2 separate regions of the Sus scrofa genome follow, and region 2 is linked to region 1. The links are chromatin contacts, called in public targeted proximity ligation maps. All regions are on one chromosome and are shown on one strand. The core of a region is the stretch at or near the end of the contact, and the rest is flanking DNA. Distances in the headings are between cores, read along the strand shown. Region 1 overlaps RAB10 (RAB10, member RAS oncogene family). Region 2 overlaps KIF3C (kinesin-like protein KIF3C).

Region 1 (7,309 bases), core at 4,625-7,124:
ATGTGCAGCTTCAGAGGCTACAATGCAATAGTACTTGGGTGTTTCAGATAAGGCACAGGTGAAATGGCCTCTCCTTGGCCTTTTACCATTTTTAAAGCAGTATCAATCAACTCTGCTACCTACACATCTGGTGTCTAAAGCAAATGGACCATTTTCATTTAATCCGAAATACCTGCACTTCAAGCACTCACAATAGCTTAATCCTGGATCAGCCACTCTCTAGCACCAGTCAAAAGACCAACTGAGAGAGTTCCCTGGTGAGGCAGTGGGTTAATCAGGCGTTATCAATACTGTGGTTCTGCTCACTCCTAAGGAGCAAGTTCAATCCCTGGCCTGGGAATTTCTGCATGCCACGGGTGCGGCCAAAATAGAAAAGATCAATTGAGTCCATTTCAGTCTAATAAGAATGGTTAGTTACTGTGTAAGAAGCAATAAACTGGAGTTCCCTGGTGGCTCAGCAGGTTAAGGATCTGGTGTTGTCATGCTGTGACACAGGTTCGATTCCTGGCCCAGGAACTTCCAAATGCCATAGGCGTGCCCCCCTCCCCCCGAGAAGCAATAAACTGTCCACAGCAAGTCAAGTCATAAAGCTACAAACCTAGACTCCCTGTAGAAATGTCATCAACTTACGATACACTCTTGTTTTACTGAAATTAAAAAAAAAAAATAGAAGCAAATCTATGCACTGGAGACATTTCACTTTGTAGTTCAATGATAATTAATGGTTTCTGAAATTTGGGCTAGACTCCCTTTCCTTTGCAACTTTTTTTTTTTTTTTTGGTCTTTCTGCCTTTTCCAGGGCCGTTCTCATGGTATATGGAGATTCCCAGCCTAGGGGTCCAATTGGAGCTGTAGCCACTGGCCTATGCCAGAGCCACAGCAACAGGGGATCCGAGCCACGTCTGCAACCTACACCACAGCTCACGGCAACGCCGGATGTTAACCCACTGAGCAAGGGCAGGGATCGAACCCGCCACTTTATGGTTCCCAGTCGGATTCGTAAACCACTGCGCCACTTCGGGAACTATTATGCTTTCTTTGACTACATACAACAGGAAGACACCATTTCCTTTTATCTTGGTCCTGGAAATTTCAGACCTAAATTCAGTGTCCCGGCAAAACCCGTTGACTTGGAGCACTTGGCCCTACCTGGCTCTTTTTTTTTTTTTTTTTTGGCTTTTTGCTATTTCTTGGGCTGCTCCCGCGGCATATGGAGGTTCCCAGGCTAGGGGTCCAATCGGAACTGCAGGCACCGGCCTACACCAGAGCCATAGCAACTCAGGATCCGATCCGAGTCTACAAACTACACCACAGCTCATGACAACGCCTGATCCTTAACCCACTGAGCAAGGCCAGGGATCGAACCCACAACCTCATGGTTCCTAGTTGGATTCGTTAACCACTGCGCCACGACGGGAACTCCCCATTGGCTCTTGATCTCAGGAAGTCACACTGATCTCAACTCCTCCTGGGAAGTTAGCATAAACTATATCTAGCTGCCCTTTTCCCCCATGAATTATTTCACTATTACTCATTGCTATTAATTTCACCATTAATAAGTAGCCAAAGTCCCCCTCAAAGGACATGGCCTTGGAAAGCCAGTTAAGAGGACTGTGAAAAACAACGGCATCATCTACTTCCAGCCAAAAGATGGCTTGAAATAGAAGAAAACAAAATTAACAAGGTGGCGAGGGTAATACAGGTTTGAAAAAAGGGGAAAAAAATGTAGTAAATTAAGCTAAGTACTGTTTTCAAGTGATTGCTCTTCATCAGAGATAGCAAGGTTAGCTATTTAACTTAGTAAAGGAAGGCTTCATTGCGGCATTCCATCTTCCTGTTGGCTCTGGCACCTGGTTATTACCTCCATTATACTCAGTATAACCAGACCTTAGGACCTTATCCAGAGAAAATGTGATATGGTGAAAGTGAAAGTAGAATGGCACTGGCATCAGGGCTGGTTCAAAAATCCAGCTGCAGGAGTTCCCGTTGCGGCTCAGCGGGTTAAGAATCCAACTAGTATCCATGAGGACATGGGTTCGACCCTGGCTTTGCTCAGTGAGTTAAAGGATCCGGTGTTGCTGCGAGCTGCAGTGTAGGTTGAAGACACGGCTCAGAATGCAGTGGTTGTGGTGTAGGTGGGCAGCTGCAGCTCTGATTTGACCCCTACCCTGGGAACTTCCATATGCCCAGGGTGTGGCCCTAAAAAGACCAAACCCAACCCAACCCAACCAAACCAAACCAAAAGGCAAAACAAAAACCCAATCCAACTCCAACTGGCTGTGCAACTTTAAGAAAATTACTTTGCCCATGGTATGTGGAAGTTCCTAGCCTAGGCATCAAACCCCCACCATGGCAGTAACTAGAGCCACAGCTGTGACAATGCTGGATACTTAACTGGCTGAACCACCCGGGGAAATCTGTTACTTAATCTGAGTAATCCAAGACCGTTTTTTTTTTTGGGGGGGGGGTATGCCCAAGCATGTGGAAGTTCCTGGGCCAGAGATTGAATCCCGCCACACCAGTGACCTAAACCCCAGCAGTGACAATGCAGGATCCTTATCTGCTAGGCCACTAGAGTATTGCCTGTTTCTTTTGTAAAAAGTGTTCTATTTCACCAGATTGTTGATAACATCACCCAAAGAACCCAGAGAAGTACTATAAGTACTTAGGTGGTTTCCTAGTAGGCAAGAAATATTCTCTGCCACTCACAGTCTCCTGTGCATTAACTCTGCCCTTTGTTATCATTTTCTGGGTCTTTTTCATATCTCAATTAATGCAGCAACTTCCTGTCTCTAGGACAGCTTCTCCTCTTCCAGCCCATCTAGACTTTTCTTCACTCAGGCCTCACCACTCTCCAGGTCTCACCAGGACTCTCCATCCTCTACCACACTGTCCAGCTGGACTTCCGGTTTCCCACACAGGCAAAGTTTGTTTTTAATTTGCTCACTGTCCCTTCTCACCCTCCATTTAGCCCTAGCCATTCGATCTACACATCTAAAAACCTATTCATGCCCCTGCCCCTCAAAGACCACCCCAACTATGCTCACCAACTAAACTAGTTCTTCTTATATATTCTTTACAGCACTTTATATTCTTTATAGAATTTAAAGCCTGGGTCACAACTTTTGGCTCCTGTATGTTTAGCTGATTATTGCTTCTGCTTCCTAATCTAGATTTTAAGTATAAAGGGAGAAGCCATGGTTTGTTTTCCCATACCAATCTCAAAAGCAGAATTGGGAGTTCCCGTCGTGGCGCAGTGATTAACGAATCGGACTAGGAACCATGAGGTTGCGGGTTTGGTCCCTGCCCTTGCTCAATGGGTTACCGATCTGGCGTTGCCATGAGCTGTGGTGTGGGTTGCAGACGCGGCTCGGATCCCACGTTGCCGTGGCTCTGGTGTAGGCCGGCAGCTACAGCTCCAATTTGACCCCTAGCCTGGGAACCTCCATATGCCACGGGAGCAGCCCAAGAAATAGCAAAAAAAAAAAAAAAAGAAAAAAGGCAGAATAACAGGCCCCACCCTAGATTCACAAAGTATGTTGATGGAAGTATACAGGGAAGCATTAAAAATTAGGTTTCGCGATTCCATTGTGGCTGAGTGGTAATGAATCTGACTAGTATGCACAAGGACATGGGTTCAATCCCTGGCCTTGCTCAGTGGGTTAAGGATCTGACATTGCCGTGAGCTGTGGCGTAGGCCGCAGATGAGGCTTCGATCTGGCATTTGGCCCTTAGCCTGGGAACGTCCATGTGCTGTAGGTACCACCCTAAAAAGCCAAAAACCAAACAAAAAGCCCCTCCAGGTTTATAAGAACTGCAGTGTTGGAATTCCCTGATGGCCTAGTGGTTAAGGATCTGGTGGTATCATTGCTGTAGTGTGGGTTCGATCCCTGGCCTGGAAACTTCCCTAAATCTCGGTTGTGGCCCAAATAGAAACCCCTGCAGTATAAGAAAACCTCTATATATCCTTCCAGCAGAGATGATTTTGCAAACAAATATTTACCTTATTTATTAATAAGTCCTTAATACAGAATCAAACATTTCTTGCACCAGCAATGCACATTAAAAGAGCCAAAGTTGTTGCTCATGGCTCACAAAAAAGGAAACACTCCATTTGTCAGGTGAGAGGACAGTCACTGCTCCAACAAGGATTCATCCGCCAGCAATGGCTGCCTTACCCGGTGTCTCACCCGGGTAAGGAGCTGACCTCAGCTGCAGTTGGCCTTCGGGCATGTTCTATACTGTTGGCTGTGGAGTGACTGTGGTTGTGCTCTCTGACCCCAGGATGATTCTGCTTTTTAAAGGCAGTTTCTTCCAAAGACAGCTCTTGAAATTGCCTTCTCAGCTTTCCCTAGGTTGAAAAAAATTATTCCCCTTCTATTTCTGCCCCTCGAATATCCAGTATGCTATTCTGCACTATTTTCAGAAGGAATCCTTCATTTTAAACTCCGTAAACAAATGAAAACCAAGCCACACAGTTGGAAATCAAGTTTTGTTTTTATATGAACAGAAGTAGACCATCTAGAAATATTTCAGTTTATTTAAATTGTTAAGTAGAATATGAAACCGAATTTGTAGCTAGTACCAGAGAATGGACTTAACTGTTTGGTGTTTAATGAGAACAGCTTCTACACAGGATCCCAAGAGACTTACAGAAAAAGGGGCAAAGCCCTAATATTAAGCAAATAAAATTCATGTTTCAAACAGGTTATACAAAAATTGATTTTTACTCCATTTCCCTTTTTTTGATATTTAGAAAGTGCAGATTTAACAAAAGGTAGCCATATCCTTTCTATGTACAATGCCGATTATAATTACGCAAACAACAAAACTGTCAGTCTGTTACCCAAAAATCCCAGTGTTTAGCTCTCAAACCTTAAGTCACTGAATTGAATAAGGATTAAGGAGGGTTAAAAATAAAAAAGCTACTGCCACATTCCAGATACAGGAAAGCAACACATTAAAACTGATCTAACCAACAGCAGATTTAACCTAAAACGTTTTGCTGAGAAGCTTAACATCATTTGTTATTTTTAGTGGAAAATTAAGGATTATTTGGCAATGCTGCTTTTACTAGTAGTAAACAATGATAAAGTCAAGTGAGGGGGAAACCTAACAACAACAATAACCAGTGAGGCATATAAAATTGTTTTTAGGGCACTATCTGAAAAATTCATGGTTGTTCAGAGCAGATATGTCCCTATGTTGTTTCTGTGAGCCAGAGGGCATTAAAATGCTACCCACGATACAGAAAGACTTTTCAATGGAAGCTGCTGTCCTAAACTCAGCCTCTGCTAGAAATGAATCATGCTATTCACAATTATTTCAACAAAGGTATCATCTTAGGATGCTAGCAGCAGAGCAAACGTAACTTACCCTATCCTAATGATAAGCAATGAAGCAAAACTAGAGAAATGAAGTGAAAAAAGGACAGGATGAGAGAGAGCTAGAGTATCTTATCTTTACATGAAAAGCCTTTGTTGTCCTTTTCCCAAATCCATGGTAATACAAGTTTTTCAAAGGGATGTGAAGATAGGACTTAAAATTAATAATAATCTAAAGTACTTCTAAATCTTAAGGTAAAGACAACTTAACACTGAAAAAGTGTTCTTCAAAGGCCAAATCTCAAGATATTTGGCAAACATGTTAATGAATTTCACTCCTCCTTCCCACCTTATTTAAACAACCTTTACCGGGCTACCAAACTGCTAGAGGAGTTGCCAAAATGGAGACTACTCAAATTTAGGTTAAGAGATTTATTCTAGGAAAGTGAATAGGCGATACACCTAATTAGAAAGACAAACCACAACACCCTCCAAACACTAGTGCATGCAATTAACTCTTCCATTTCATAAACTCAATGGAGAGACAGGAAGGAAACAAAAAAGGGAAGGAGAAGAGGAACATGAAGTCGAACAGCATATGAAGGAATCTGGGACAGAAGCATTAGGGGAGAGAGAAAATGAGGAGGGGACATAGTTAACTGACATTTGAGAGGAGGCAGTTAGAATTTATCTTTCAGTTTACTTAGCAATTTAAATCAGTGCTTTATGTTAAACTTGACAAACCTACTAGTTTGACTCTTTCATTTTTAAATAACCCATACCACAGAGTGGTGGGGGAGAAGCAAATAAAGCAGCATGCAGGAAGAGACACAAGGAAGACGTGGCCAAGGAAAAGAACTGGTGGCAGGAATAGTTTTAAATATCAAGGCCACTGAAAATGAGACTCAGCAAACCAAAGCTATCATTTCTGCATTACCCTTTGTCCTCAATTAACTACTTTGAAAATTACAGCCAAGCAAACCACAAACATTTTAATGCTTTATGTTTCGATGATATGTCTCCTGCACATGCTTCCACCAAAACAGAAAGAGGAAAAACCAAAGAACTTCCTTTCCACATAAGGCACAGGACAAAATTAACCCCATTTACATATTCAAGGCAAAAAATGAGTGTTTTCCTGGCTTTTGTTTCTTTTGCTATCACATGTCTATAGATTATAGGGACTCAAGCACATTATCCATGACAGAAAATTCCACTGTTGTACAAAATAAAATTGTTAATTCTAACTTTTATTCTTATACAATTTGCAGAATAGAGTTGAAATGATTGCTATCGTTTTTAATGTTGATAAGAACTGGACTATAATACAACTGAAATGCAGTGGTGAGCTGAGCAAGTACATTTAAAAATGAACTCACAGACATGATTTTTCTATACATTTTTTTGTTTGAAGAAAATTATAAAGTCAGCAAGCAGTCACGGATGAAAGAACAAATAAAATAGGTGGATTGGAGTTAAGATGAGGAACAAAAATATCTATTTAGAGTTAAAAATGGACAGAGTGGTTTATTTTGCAGCAAGAAGAGAACACAGGGTGGTGGATGGCGACTGATGGAACAGGAGAGCGCTCAGCAGCATTTGCTCTTCCAGCCTGTCACGCCTCCTCCACTGCTGATATCTACGTTCTCACTGTTGGGCTCTTTTACAGGGGTCTGGAACAAACAAGGAAAGCAACCCATGAAAAAACACTGCCATGGATCAATCAAGATTCAACAGAAATACTTTCATAAATGTTAGCTTACGTAACAAAATGCAATTACAGTCACAGGAGATAGGTTTTTTCCCCCATGCAAAGTAAAGAAATAGAAGCTTTGTTTTCGATCTTCATTTTCCCCCTTTCTTCCCAGATGTGAAATGTCCAGAAGCCTCCTGGCTTCCCTCTGCAGAACTTTTTTTTGTCTTTTTAACACCCACGGCATATGGAGGTTCCCAGGCTAGGGAATGAACAGGAGCTGTAGCCACTT
Region 2 (7,326 bases), core at 531-3,030, 160 kb after region 1:
GGCAGGAAGCAGCAAATTCCAGCCTGGATTCTGGAAAGGACGTGAAGAGTCCTTGGGATCGCTGAGGTGGCTGCCCCAGAGCAGGCGGGGCAGTTTCCAGGGACACACCTTCCAGCAGGTTAGGAGTGGGACAGCCAGGTCACCCACACCCCTCCCTTCTGAGGGCTGCTGGAGAGGCGGGCATGGGGTTGTGTCACCTTCCAAACTGGCTGAGGCCCCCTTCCTTCCCGGAGCCCTGGACCAGCAGTCCTGATTCTTGGGGCCTGATCCTGGCTCTTGTGTTACCTGGTCATGTGACCTTGAGCAAGTCTGGGCCTGAGCGTGCTCACCTGTCAAGAGGGTGTTGGACCAAAAGGTCCCATGGGTCCCTTCAGATCTGAACGTTGCACGAGGTGGACAGCACCTGAGAGAGATAGCCAGCCGGTTAACAGGCATAAGAGGGACAGGGCTGCCTTCTGAATAACCCGCTCCCAGTGATGGTGGGGCGGCGGGGAGCTCCAGGCGTGGGCCCTGGCCTCATGCTGGGAGGAGCTGGTGGACTCTGAGCCCGCAGCCTCTGGGGCCCAGGCTGTCTGCGCTGGCCGGAGCCTCCGAGCTGCCCCTGTCCCCACGCAGCTCTACGCCAAGCTGCAGGCGGTGAAGGCGGAGATCCAGGATCAGCACGACGAGTACATCCGCGTGCGGCAGGACCTGGAGGAGGCGCAGAACGAGCAGACCCGGGAGCTCAAGCTCAAGTAGGGCCCCTCCTCTTCCGGTTCGGGGTCCTCGCAGCGCCCCGCAGGCGGTACCGCTCCCCGCCGGGCTCCTCTCCTTCCCGAAGGCTTCATTCTGTCTACTCACCCTTGAGTCCCGGCCCCTTAGGAACAGAATGTGTCTGAGGGATGCAGGAGGGGCCCATCTGGGGTCTCTTCGACCCCCTGTTTCCTCCTTCCTTCCTCCACCTGCATGTGATGACCCGCAAGGTGCATGTTGGGTGCTGCCCAGAAGTAGCGCCTAAGGCCCCGAGCTCTGCATTAGAAACGTGATTTTCAAGCGCTAGTACGTCTCCAGGGATCCCCTCCCCCACCTTTTTGGTTTTGCCACCTGTTTCCTCTGCCTCTTTGCTTTTCGCTTTCTCATCCTTCGACCTTCCCATACAGCGGGTGGTCTCACCCCCCCAACCCCCCTCTCTACCTCATCCCTGCTCCCAGGTACCTCATCATCGAGAACTTCATCCCCCCAGAGGAGAAGAACAAGATCATGAACCGGCTTTTCCTGGACTGTGAGGAGGAGCAGTGGAAGTTCCAGCCCCTTGTGCCCGGCGGAGCGTGAGTCTCTCACCCTGTTGTCTGGGCCTGGGGACTCGCCCCAGCTTGGGAGCGGTCGGGGGCCTGTGCGGAGAGGAAGGTTTGGGTGGATTGCGGAGGGCTGGGAAGGATGCCGTCGGAGGACGGGGTGCTCAGGCCCTCGTTCCGGGTCTCCACGGAGGAAGGGCGTTCTGATAAACGCAGTGGTGCTTTGGCCTGGGATACAGAAAATACCCAGGGAGGGACCTAAGGAGGGCAGGAAGAGCATTCCAGCCTCTTGGCAATCCCAGGGAGTGCCCACATTTGGCCAGTCTGGTGAATATTCACTTATCTGAGGCCCAAAATAGCCACAGTCGGTCATATTGCTGAGCACTCTGTGTGCGTCGGGGTTATGTGAGACTTTGCAGGCAGAAGGTAAATCAGGCACAGTCAGAGCTCACAGTCCAGTGGAGAATACAGAGAAGTAATCAGATCAGGAAGTGATAGAGCCCCACTCAGCTGGGTGATTCAGCATTTCCACCTGTTTCCACAACCTCGCCTTGAGGCGCCATTTGCGTGCGTTGGCTGGGTATGGAGCTCCCTCTGCTGGTGGCCATGAAGAACGAGACTGGATGTTCAAACCCAGCGGAGGGACTGTTGCACCCAGCTGGCCCACTGTCCCTTAATTGAAAATCTGTGTACAGAGGTGCTCAGCAGGCCGGACACCAGTGCACTTCCTTGGAGATTCTTTGCTTTATCTATCCCAGGAGTATTAATGCCAGGAGAGGTCAGGAGTCTCTCCAAAGCTCGGGTGGGAGGCTAACTGAGTGGTCTGCAGCTTCTCACTGGAGCATCAGATGCCTGCTTAATCTGTCTACCTTCTGAGGGGCTCATCCTCCTGCAGGCAACACGACCCAAGTTTGTAAATGTCAAGGTCATAAGTCAAGGGCTTTTCAGTGGCATCACTTTGTGGGGGTTTTGGTGTGTTTCGTTGTTGGTTTTTTCTTTTTTCTTTTTCTTTTTTTTTTGGCCGAGGCCATGGCATATGGAAGTTCCCAGGCCAGGGATCAAACCTGTACGAAGTTGCAGCCTGTGCCACAACTGTGGCAATGCTGTCTCCGTAACCCTCTGTGCCACAAGGGAATGTCCTCAATGGCGTCACTTTGGATTTAAAATAAACCTTCAGGAGTTCCTGTCGTGGCTCAGTGGTTAACGAATCCAACTAGGAACCATGAGGTTGTGGGTTCGAGCCCTGGCCTTGCTCAGTGGGTTAACGATCCGGCGTTGCTGTGAGCTGTGGTGTAGGTCGCAGACACAGCTCGGATCCCAAGTTGCTGTGGCTCTGACAAAGGCCGGCAGCTACAGCTCATATTAGACCCCTAGCCTGGGAACCTGCATATGCTGCAGGTGTGGCCCTAAAAAAAAAAGACAAAAGACAAAATAAAATAAAATACACCTGCAGTAATACCTCATCTAACACAGAAGTTCTCCATCCTGGTTGCAACTAGAATCACCTGTGAGTTGGTCTCCAGAGAATCTGATTTTAAAGGATCTTGGGCGGATCCCTGGACTTAAAATTTTTTTTCGAAGCTTCCAGCTGATTCTACAGGGAAGCCAGGCTGAAAAACTACTACTCCAGTGCCATCTGCTGGAGGAGGATGCTGGTCTGTAGGGTTATTTTGTGTTTTCAGAGTTCTTGAGTTGAAGGTTGTAGGTGGAGGAATTTCTTTACATTGAATAGTGACTGGATGAAAGAGGCTCTGAGAAGACATGTAGCTTTTTTTGTTTAATTTTTTTTTGGGGGGGGGTGCTGTGCTGGTGGCATACAGAAGTTCCTGAACCAGGGATCAAACCCAAGCCACAGCAGTGCCAATGTGGGATCCTTAACCACTAGGCCATCAGGGAACTCTCTAGTTTTTAACTTTGAAAAATAAGGACTGAGAGACCAGTACCAAAAATTCCAATAAACCCTTCACCAAAGCTCACCAATTGTTAGCATTTTGCCACTTCTTGCTTTATTCACACACACACACCCAACCATTTGAGATTAAGTTGCAGTCAACCCTTTCCCCATATTTCCTAAGAATGAGGACATTTCTCTTACATAATCACGGTACAGTGATCAAATTCAGGAAATTCTGTATTGACACAAGACTATTACATAAACAATTTTCAATTTTAGCCGGTTATCTTAATAGTGTCCTTTATGGCAATTTCCCATCCCCTGCCCATACCCCACTGGCCCACCTTTGGAGATGCATTGCACTTAATTGTCCTGCCTCTTATGTCTCCTTTAATCTCAAACCAAGAAGGGATCTTGCGTTTTGAAAGTTTCATGCTTTGGAGGAGTTTTATTCATTTCTCAAAACATTGTCCCTGCCATTTTTACTTGACCGCCTAAGCACACAATCCAAACTTCAAAGCATGGTAAGTGCTTTGCCTGAAGCTAAGATAAGCTTTCTGCTTAATGTTTATGAATTTCCATTCTTTTTTTATAATGATTTTTATTTTCTCAGTTATAGTTGGTTTACAGTGTTCTGTCAATTTTCTACTGTACAGCAAAGGAACTCAGTCACACACACACACACACACACACACACACACACACACACACACACACACATTCTCTTTCTCACATTATCCTCCACCATGCTCCATCACCAGTGACTGGATATAGTTCCCAGTGCTCTACCGCAGGATCTCATTGCTTATCCACTCCAAAGGCAATAGTTTGCATCTATTAACCCCAGATTCCCAGCCCATCCCACTCCCCGACCATGGCAACCACAAGTCTATTCTCCAAGTCCATGACTTTCTTTTCTGTGGAAAGGTTCATTTGTGCCATAGATCAGATTCTAGCTATAAGTGATACCATATGGTATTTGTCTTTCTCTTTCTGCCCGACTTCACTTAATATGAGAGTCTCTGGTTCCATCCATGTTGCTACAAGTGGCATTATTTTGCCTTTTTTTTATAATGATTTTTATTTTTTCCATCATAGCTGCTTTACAGTATATTTTGTTCTTTTTTATGGCCCAATAGTATTCCTGAATTTCCATTCTTTATTTATTTTTTCTAAGTTTACTTTCTGCCTTTTACATAACTTTTAAATTAAAAAACTTTTTAGAGGAGTTCCTTAGTAGCTCAATGGGTTAAGGATCCAGTGTTGTCACTGCTATGACTTGAGTTCAGTCTCTGGCTCCTGAATTTCCACATGGCACAGGCATGGCCAAAAAAAAAGCTTTTAAAAAGCTTCTCTCTCTCTCTTTTTCCCTCTTCACAAAAATAAAATAGTTTGCATATACTGAGAAACCATTTACAGATTTTAAAAATTAAAACTGCTATCTTAAAAGAACTTAAAAATTTGGGGGGGGGGAGTTCCCATCGTGGCACAGCAGAAACAAATCCCAGTAGGAACCATACCATGAGGTTGTGGGTTCGATCCATGGCCTTGCTTATTGGGTTAAGGATCCTGGGCATTGCCATGAGCTGTCGTGTAAGTCGAAGACACGGCTTGGATCCCAGGTTGCTGTGGCTGTGGTGTAGGCCGGCAGCTACAGCTCTGATTGGACCCCTAGCCTGGGAACCTCTATATGCTGCCAGTGTGGCCCTAGAAAAGACAAAAAAAAAAAAAAAAGAAAAAGAAAAAGAATCCATGCTACACTGGTGAAGACGCCAAATCTTAACCACTGGACCACCAGGGAACTCCTCTTAATAACTTTTAGAAAGAAAGAAGTCCTCCAGAATACATCTTTGCTTATTGCTGAACTATTTATTGCCTTTCCTAGCCTCTTATTCCTCTTTTTGTTTTAAAGGTGAATTTATGCTCTTTACATGCTCTGTTGTGGGCCGCAGAAAGCCCCCTGTTCTGGGTGGGGCACCGTGGAGGTAGTTGCCTGTAATGTTATTTTCCCACCTTTGCTTTTTCTTCCAATTTCCATCCGAATCCCTCTTGCTCTGGGAAGGTAATGCGAAGTGAGAAAGAGGCCGTGTTTTCTTTGCCATTAGGAAGCCTGAAAATTGAGATCATTCCTCAAAAGCTGCCTTCTTTACTTACTTACTCTGCAGTGTTTTCCACACTCTGGTGAGAACCGGTCTCAACACACATACCCATGTGATGAAAATTGACCTAAGTTGCATATGGTTGCTCCCCAGCCTGTGTTTGTGCATCTACATCAGCAGCATTTCTAACTGGAACCCAAAGGGACTGTGTTGAGGCATTGGTGGTTTAATGGTAGAATTCTTGCCTCCCAAATGGACTGGGTTCCCTTAAAATGGTACATTATACATATAAAGATATAATCCATTCTCAAGATTTTTCAAAATTATGGTTAAGTGTATTTACAACTTAACCATGCTGTTTTATGCAGAATATGTATGTATTTCCTTGGTATACATACAGAGTGTATATTTTGTGTAGAAAATATCAAGCTATATCTGTGTCAAGATAAAAAGTATTAGGAGTTCCCTTCGTGGCTCAGTGGTTAACAAACCCCACTAGGATCCACGAGGTTGGATGCAGGTTCGCTCAGTGGGTTAAGGATCCAGCGTTGCCGTGAGCTGTGGTGGAGGTCACAGTCGAGGCTCGAATCCGACGTTACTGTGGCTTCCGTGTAGGCCAGTGGCTACAGCTCCAATTCAACCCCTAGCCTGGGAACCACCATATGCCATGTATCTGGCCCTAAAATAGCAAAAAAAAAAAAAAGTATTAAGGCAATTGTGACATCACAGTGTTTTCCACTGTATTTAAATACAATCGATATAAACAAGTGATATAAATTTCTTTAAGAACAAATTCCAGGAGTTCTCTTGTGGCTCAGCAGGTGGAGGATCTGGTGTTATCACTACAGTGCCTCAGGTTGCTGCTGTGGCATGGGTTCGGTCCCTGGCCCGGGAACTTCTGCATGCTGCAGGTGCAACTAAAAAAGGAAAAAAAGAAAAAGAGTCCAATAAATAAGTTACTTCAAAAAGACTTATTTTAAAAACACCAGGTAATGGAGCTCCCGTCGTGGCTCAGTGGAAACGAATCTGACTGGTATCCATGAGGATGCAAGTTCGATCCCTGGCCTTGCTTAGTGGGTTAAGGATCCAGTGTTGCCCTGCGCTGTGGTGTAGGTCGAAGACGCAGTTCTGATCTGGCGTTGCTCTGGCTGTGGCGTAGGCCGGAGGCTACAGATCCGATTAGACCCCTAGCCTGGGAACCTCCTTATGCCACGGGTGTGGCCCTAAAAAGACAAAAAAAAAAAAAAAAAAGCAGGTAATCAACTCTATGCTATTCTGAATTACTACTACAAATTATTTTCTTTTTTTCAATGTCACTGTCCATTGTCTGATAACTGCAATAAATAATATTTATCTAGGAGATCCTGCTGAGTAGCATTGAGAACTTTGTCTAGATACTCATGTTGCAACAGAACAAAGGGTGGGGAAAAAAATGTAATTGTAATGTGTACATGTAAGGATAACTTGATCCCCTTGCTGTACAGTGGGAAAATTAAAAAAAAATAATAATAATAATATTTATCTTAGGACCTTTAAAGAATCACGAAAATACAAAAGAAAAGGCATAATATGAAACAAATTTTTTTAAAATTTTATTTTTGTGTTTTTAGGGCCACGCCCATGGCATATGGAGGTTCCCAGGCTAGGGGTCGAATTGAAGCTGCAGCCATCGGCCTACACCAGAACCACAGCAACTCAGGATCTGAGCCTCGTCTGCAACCTACACCACAGCTTACAGCAATGCTGGATCTTAACCCACTGAGCGAGGCCAGGGATCGAACCCACGTCCTCATGGACACTAGTCAGGTTCATCACCACTGAGCCACAGCAGGAACCCCCTGAAACAAATTTTTTTAATTAAATTTTTTTTTAGCAGCAGTTGGTGGTCAAAATGAAGTCAGAACACTTCCCTCCTAATTGAAACTCCCAAGGGTGATTGTGACTCAGCACAGAGAGCCCCAGGGTAGCACTGCAGTGTAAGAGTCACTGGCCTGGACCTCCTGGATCATCTGCCCCCAGCCCCTCCTTTCAACAGGGGAAGGCTTGGGGTGGGCGGGGG

What was found.
Region 2: a contact with region 1 is called in a targeted proximity ligation map of alveolar macrophages. A contact is called at or near these places in 1 of 5 promoter capture datasets (fetal liver), 21 of 47 Hi-C or Micro-C datasets (alveolar macrophages, blood, embryonic fibroblasts and 13 more) and 2 of 2 datasets of targeted methods (alveolar macrophages and skeletal muscle).

Annotation. Positions count from the first base shown.
Region 1 is chr3:112,837,712-112,845,020 of Sscrofa11.1, forward strand. It overlaps RAB10 (RAB10, member RAS oncogene family), which reads right to left. Exons shown (of 6, transcript NM_001243060.1): 6 at 4,479-6,997. The coding sequence ends at 6,914. Among named protein-coding and RNA genes, the nearest start is that of GAREM2, 24 kb to the left of the region's middle.
Region 2 is chr3:112,997,536-113,004,861 of Sscrofa11.1, forward strand. KIF3C (kinesin-like protein KIF3C) reads left to right here. Exons shown (of 11, transcript XM_021087735.1): 7 at 616-734; 8 at 1,191-1,307. Among named protein-coding and RNA genes, the nearest start is that of KIF3C, 38 kb to the left of the region's middle.